Linked DNA regions of Mus musculus: region 2 is linked to region 1. Evidence: chromatin contacts called from public HiChIP or PLAC-seq data. All regions are on one chromosome and are shown on one strand. Each heading gives the region's core, a stretch centred on a gene start, on an enhancer-like site or on the middle of the called end of the contact. The rest is flanking DNA. Distances are from core to core; before and after follow the strand shown. Region 1 overlaps Gm36723 (a long non-coding RNA gene). Region 2 has its middle 38 kb from the start of Gm36441.

Region 1 (3,471 bases), core at 627-3,126:
TGGACACTTTGCTCACTCTTAGAATTGGAAACAATCACCCATGGAAGGAGTTACAGAGACAAAGTTTGGAGCTGAGACAAAAGGATGGTCCATCTAGAGACTGCCATATCCAGGGATCCATCCCATAATTAGCCTCCAAGCGATGACACCATTGCATACACTAGCAAGGACTAAAACTCTTAATGACTTGAAGCCATCAGTTGTCCCAAGTGATAGTCAGTAATGTGAACACATCAGGCAGCATGGTGCATGGTGGGAAGATCATCTGTCAGTGGGAACTGTTGTGTCTACTGCCATTTAAGTAGTGGAAGAGGTAGAGAGCATAGAGATGTAATTAAAAAGACATGACGGGTCATTTCTGCACACAAAGTACATTTCCAGACAATTGCATTTGTTGCAATTTTGGAATCTACACATATAGCTTAGACTTGACACCCGCTTGCTCCTGTTCTTAGCCCTATGTAAAGATGAGCCATTTAGAACCTTGGGAGATCTGGAGTGGGCCAGCTAGACTCATATGGAGTCTATACATATGGGTCAAATCAAATATAGGTAAAACAACGGGGGCAAAATGTGTTTTGAAAACTAGAAATGGGTTTTGGGGCTCACCAGAACGCATAAATTCACTGAGATGAAAGGCCCTATGGGTGATAAAAATGTCTCATTTAAGAAATTAAACGATCCTGTCATTTGTAACAGGAATTAATAGCACTTTAAAGCGGACTGAGCGCAAGGCGATCCGGGTGAGTCACAGTGGCCTTCCACATTTGCAGTGTCCCTCAGATAATTATTAATTAACATGACATCAATTGTCTCAGTGCAGCATCATGGTGCAGACTCAGACACACTAATGGAAGGCACTTCTTATCGAGGCTTCCTGTCCTTTCGTAAAATTAAAATGCTAAACTAATTAAAACCAAAGGTACTTTAAAAAACAGTTTGCTTCCAAACAGATTTTTAATATATGCCAAGCTGAGTGGGAACCTAGAGCTATTTTTTTTTAAAGTGAGGATCAGAAATCTATTTAAAAAGGAATTTTGAATATATGTCCCAACAGCCCCCTCTACCTCCACATAGCCAATATGGCATTGGTGTTGATTTCACTAAGGGCAGAAGTTGGAATAGGGTTGTTGGTTTCTCAGGAGCACTGGCCAAATAATTGAAATGTAGGTGATTATTTCTATATCACTTAAAATAGTTCCCTGCATGGCTTTGGTGTGAATTTCTCTTTCTGCTCTTGAGTGAGTCCCTGAGCAATCTGCTGCTAGGCTGTTTCACCCCTGATTATCCTGGAGATTTTTGTGTGTTCTTTCATGTTTGACTCTGAAGATGTTTTGAATATGCCCAATGTGGTCTCTTACTCAGAATGTTTTTGTAGTTTCAATCCCTCTGGCATGTTCTTTCTATAAACTGTCACATAGCTTGTTCTTTCTCACTTTTCTGGATCTAGACCACCCTGTGAATGGAATTCTACACTAAGCCTAGAATGCTTGGTGAGCTCTTAGAGGGTGTGCGTTGCTCCCTCATTACAGCTTGAGTGTACTTCTCTAGTAGTTGACTCTTCAACTAGAAGGCTAGCATCCTGAGGGCAGGGACCACTTTGCCTGCTTAGCTCTGAAGCCCCCCACCCCACCCCTGTCATGACGTCCAACATTTGTCAAAAAGAGGAAAATGCTTAATCCATCTGCAGTGACAAGAGATATTTCCAGAAAGACTGGCCAAGAAAGAGACAAAGATGTTTTAAAGAAGTTGCTGGTACCTCATTGTGAGACCTTGAAGACATTTAGATAAAAGGATGTGGGCAGGATGTGGGAAACACAGAATATGCTCAGCTAATCTCTGGATCAAAGAGAGAAAAGGAGAAAGAATGATGACATTAAAATAATTGGGTGGATCACAGCGCGGGTGCGGCAAGTGCTCCACGGTAGGAACCGGAGGCTGAGGGGGTTTTCAAGATGAATCATCTTTTTCTTTTCCCCTCTGTCTCCCTTTTGTAGGCCCAATTTGTTTTCTTTCTAGGTTTAGAAATATTCAAGAAATGCTTGTTAGGTAGTTGTTAGGGAGTCCCAGTCTTCTCTCCTCTCTTTGGCACCGATAATATTGACTCATGGTGGGAGGGTCACCAGCATGAATACCTGGTTCATTTACAAACTTTCAATCTCTCTGATATAACTTCACTTGCATTCAAGCTTGCTCTCTCTCTATGTTGAAGAGCTTCTAGTACCCAAGAGTTTATCTAAAGATGAACTGTTGGCCTTTTTCTCCTGTGGAATCTGCTGGACACTAGTCAGGGTCTTGTTTGCTTTTCTAGTTTCTGTGATGCACAATCAGGAAGCAGAGAGACCCTAGCACAGGGAATGGTGCCACCCACAATGGGCAACTTTTCCCACCTCAATGAGCCCAATCAAGATGCTACTCCTCAGGTATTTGAAAAGATCCATCACCCAGGTATTTCTCGATCTCACTAAAGTGACAACTGAGATGAGTCATCACAACCAGGGAAATGTTCATCTTAAGGTATTGGCAACATGCTCTGATAGTAGTTTATATTTTAGGATTTTGAGTGCCCTTTGTCCTCTTATGGCTAAACTGCTTCGTATTTATTCTGAAATGAAACTAGGTTTGCTAGTTTATAAAGAGGTCTAAGCTAGCAACAGGCAGCACATGTGGACATAAAATATGTTGAAATAAGATTTGGCAATTGGCCAGGTATGGTGGAACATGCCTATAATCCCCAGTACTTGGAAGGCTGATGCAGGAGGATTGTGAGTTTAAAGCCAACCTACCTACCTAGTGAGGCCTTATTTTACAAAATAGGAGGTAGGGAGTGGATGTATGGGAGAGGACTGGCAAATGGAAGAGTTCAATATGGTATCTATTAATCATCCCCACCACCATCCTCACCAATGCTACCATCATTACCATCACTGATATATTCATGACCCTCCTCCTCCTCAGCACCACCATCATCACCATCATCCTAATCACAACCATCATCCTCATCATGCTGTGGGTAAATAAAACATGTGAAGGAGAAGGAACACCAGAATGCTTCCCTTGTAACTTTTCATTAGCCTTGGGAGACCATAGCAACCATTTTAATTTTCCTCTGCTGTGGCCTTAATATAATTGAGAGAGAAGTCAATTTAAATCAGACAATCTATCCAGCTATATATGTATATATTCTGTATATGATATCTGTATCTAGCAGACAATTCCACAAATATGTTTTGATGGTATCTGCATCCCAGGACCATGTAGCACCCTCAGGCCACACAGAGGGGTTATAATTCCAACACTGGGGGATGTTAACTCTGTCCAAGGATGTCCATATTTGGGGTTTAGCTCTGCCTCTTCATTATGATTCTGGGGTTTTAAAGCCATAGCTTCTGACCGAAGCTCATTGAAGGTCATCCCGTTTGCTATTGGCACAATTTTGTGAAGAGGATCAATGACCACTAAGTAAGGAGT
Region 2 (3,471 bases), core at 511-3,010, 110 kb before region 1:
TGCGTCATTCCAGATCTCCTTCATGGAACCTCTGGAGCTCGGCCCCTCAGCCTGGTGCTGTGGACTTAGGCAAAGGTGCCCCCAAAGCCACTGTTCCTTCCCTGACATCTGGGCCAGAATGAGAATGCGGCCTCTTAGCTTCTGCCTCCTTCTCTGGACCAGTTATGGATCCAGAGGCCAGTTAGAAACAGAGAGGAACACACTGTGGGCTCTAGCCAAGTCTGCGCTGGCATTCCAGCCCCACCGATAAACAGTCTCTTTATCTCCCAAGGTCTTGCCTCATCTATAAATTTGTGAATAATTCCACACACAGAATCTAAATGAGTGGAGGAGTAAGAGTTTAGCACTATCACCATACAGCAACTAGCCTGTGTGTGAACATGCATTCCTGCATGTGTCTGTGTGGCATGTGTGATCTCTCGTCTGATAAAGGGTCCTAGATGGCTTTTGGCATGCACTTCTGAAAGCTTTGGATACATTTATGAATTCTATTTTTACAACTTGCTGGCCTTGTACCAGAAGAGGGCTGTGGGAGACTCTTGGTTCTGTGTGGACGGGTTCGTTTCTGCTTTCCTCTCTTTAAAGAGAATGTAGACAAGGCTGGTGGGAAGTCTTCAGTGTTCTCTGAATTCGCTTTTTTGTCTGTGTGATGTGTGCGTGTGTGCACATGTGGAGGACAACCTCCAGTGTGAATTGGTCCTCCCCTTTTACTCCATGTGAAACAGGGTCTCCTATTGCTGGTTCCTGTGTGTGTAAGGCTTACTGGCCCCCAGGCTTCTAGCAGCCTCCTGCTTATACCTCCCATCTCACTGTAGAAGTGATGGGATTGATTATAGATCAATGCTACTATTTCTGGCTGTATGTGGGTTTGGGGGATTCAAACATAGGCTCTCTTATTTGTATAGCAAACACATTACTTACTGAGCCACCTTTTCAACCCTGAATCTACTCAGGAGACTTCATGCACCTCAGCCTAGGTGCGTTTGGTCAGTGGAAAAGGCAATAAACGGTTGCAAAGACATTCGCACTGCCCCCAGTAAGAAAGGGAGGCCCCGAGGAAGGCTAATATCATTGGCATCACCATTATGCCATTATCACCACCAGCAGTATCTCCGGCATCATTAGCATTATTATCACCATCAAAACATGATGACCACGTGACAGCTAGTGGAAGGGTGCACTGGAAACTTCCATTTGGTCCCTTCACCACGGTCCTTGCTTCTGCGCTCCAAGTACTTGGAAGCTGTCAAGTACATGCCTCATAGTGCCCCTTTCAAGAGACCAGTGTCATTGCTGTTAGGTGACTTGGCCAGGAAGGAGGGCATATGGGTGATGGGGCTGTCCTGGCAAGGAGTGTATGCGCCACTGCAGAGTAATCCTGCACTGGCACCATCGGGGCAATGTGGGCAAGAACAACACAGCACAAGGCCAAGTGCAAATTGTTTTAAAATGCACAAATGAGCTCGGTTCAGGTGCTGCCAAAGAATTCTCGATTTCAGCAGAGAGTTATTTTGTACACTTTTACTACGCTTATCCAATAAAAGCACAACTGTTCATGGAGTCATTAAGCTGTGCTTTTAGGAGATGCCGTCAAGGAAAGCAGGCCACAAATCGAGCCTGATTTGCTCAACTGGTTTGAGTTGCCTTTTGTCAAAGCCACATCAAACCTGCAATCTGCGGGCTCTCTTTCCCTTGTGAAATTGTCACCCTGAACACTTGGAATCGCTTTTGGTTCTAGGAGACCTGTCATCATTCAAAGTGCCCACGTGTGCTCAGGCCTGTGATGTGGCTCCTGACCTGAGGGAGTGATGAAGGAAGCAGGATGCTATAGGGAAACAGGTGGTGTGGGGCGTGGCTACTGTGGGAGTGGGAAAAGGAGGGCATGATGCCATCTATTAGAAACCTTTCTTTCCGGGGCTCCACTTCAGTGTTGGCCTGTGACAGTCTAATGGACTCTTTTTTATATACTTATTACAGATCTAGTTGTCAAAGGCAGGATGAAGGTTATGGGGAAGCATGGGGAGACATTCTAAGACCCACTTTATCTCATTTTGTCCAGAGAAAATCTTTGGTTATAGTTACCCCACATCTTTGGTCTCTTGGCCATAGCTGGGTGGCATTCTATTGCTAGCTACTAGGGAGGCTGGGAGAGAGCATCAAGAATGTTACTAACAGCCGGGCAGTAGTGGCACATGCCTTTAATCCCAGCACTTGGGAGGCAGAGGCAGAGGCAGAGGCAGAGGCAGAGGCAGAGGCAGAGGCAGAGGCAGAGGCAGAGGCAGAGGCAGAGGCAGAGGCAGAGGCAGAGGCAGAGGCAGAGGCAGAGGCAGAGGCAGAGGCAGAGGCAGAGGCAGAGGCAGAGGCAGAGGCAGAGGCAGAGGCAGACAGACTTCTGAGTTCGAGGCCAGCCTGGTCTACAAATGAGTTCCAGGACAGCCAGGGCTATACAGAGAAACCCTGTCTCAAAAAAACAAAACAAAACAAAAAACAAACAAACAAAGAATGTTAATAACATCTTGACCAATTGTGTCCAGCACTCAGGGCTTGGTCCATGGCCTGTCTGGCCCAAAGGGGGTTCTTCTAGCAAGGAACAAGAAAACAGGTTATCAGGTAGATAAATGATGCACACCACGGTTTGCAAATAGTTTGGGATGAGGGAGGTGTTTATAAGAGGTACACAGGTAGGATTTTGAATCTCCACTAAAGGATCAAGAAGAGGGTTAGGGACCTGGAATCCCTTCTGATACAAATAAAGCTAGATCATGCTGCCCTGAATGTGCCCTATCTTATCTGGTGGAGGAGACTCTAGGTACTTCACCTCTTCATCTCCAAGGCCTACTACGTGGGAGCCCTTTCACCAACTGCTTGCTGAAGGAACAAATACATCTGTAGTACTGGCAAGGGGGTCTTCTTACACAGAATGGTAGCTGTAGGGCAGGAAGCCCTGGAATGGTGTGCTGGGAATGGGGAGCCCAGGCTTGTATTCATGTACACCTGGGGTAGAGTTGTGTTAGCAGCTGGCCCAGGTCAAGTCCCTTAGCCACTTTGTGCCTACATTTCCTTGTCTGTAAGGAGAGAGAGCAGCGCGTCGTGGGAAGATTAAATGAGCAGGTGTACATTGTATATCATGTACCTGGCACAGAGCTAGCATGCAAGACACAGCAGCTGTCTGTATTTTTAAGCTAGACACTAGTGAGCAATGAGAGGAACTCAGATTTTCGCAGCAACGGGATCTTCCAGCCACCAGCAGGCCCCCGAGACAGGACTCTGGCAGTGTCTGGAGAATATAAAACTATCCTGCCTGTTACTTTTGGTGTCTGTCACTGGGGGTTGGGGGTGGGGGAAGTCACATGCTGACCTTAGTGAGCAAAGATTCATTTCAGATGAGGTGACCCTTGCTCTTGAGGGTTGGTGCTAGCTGCACAGTCTACGGAAAGCCTAAGGACTCAGTTTCCCATAGATCAAGGTGGC

The links. HiChIP or PLAC-seq counts read pairs in DNA pulled down with a chosen protein or histone mark.
Region 2: a contact with region 1 is called in a BATF HiChIP or PLAC-seq map of CD8 T cells, with 11 read pairs. The contact joins two enhancer-like sites. A contact is called at or near these places in 1 of 15 datasets of contacts at CTCF or cohesin (the NIH/3T3 cell line), 6 of 484 Hi-C or Micro-C datasets (CD8 T cells, the MNK3 cell line, granulosa cells and 3 more) and 2 of 115 datasets of contacts at active chromatin or transcription factors (CD8 T cells and Th17 cells).

The regions. Positions count from the first base shown.
Region 1 is chr12:25,358,280-25,361,750 of GRCm38.p6, forward strand. The region is part of intron 1 of Gm36723 (a long non-coding RNA gene); the gene reads left to right. Among named protein-coding and RNA genes, the nearest start is that of Gm36723, 4.1 kb to the left of the region's middle. Within about 2 kb of position 1,877, at least 30 of the 459 cell types and tissues checked have an H3K27ac peak or open chromatin away from gene starts, as enhancers often do. A contact at or near this core is called in CD8 T cells, where this site is marked.
Region 2 is chr12:25,245,386-25,248,856 of GRCm38.p6, forward strand. No RefSeq gene overlaps it. Among named protein-coding and RNA genes, the nearest start is that of Gm36441, 38 kb to the left of the region's middle. Within about 2 kb of position 1,761, at least 18 of the 459 cell types and tissues checked have an H3K27ac peak or open chromatin away from gene starts, as enhancers often do. A contact at or near this core is called in CD8 T cells, where this site is marked.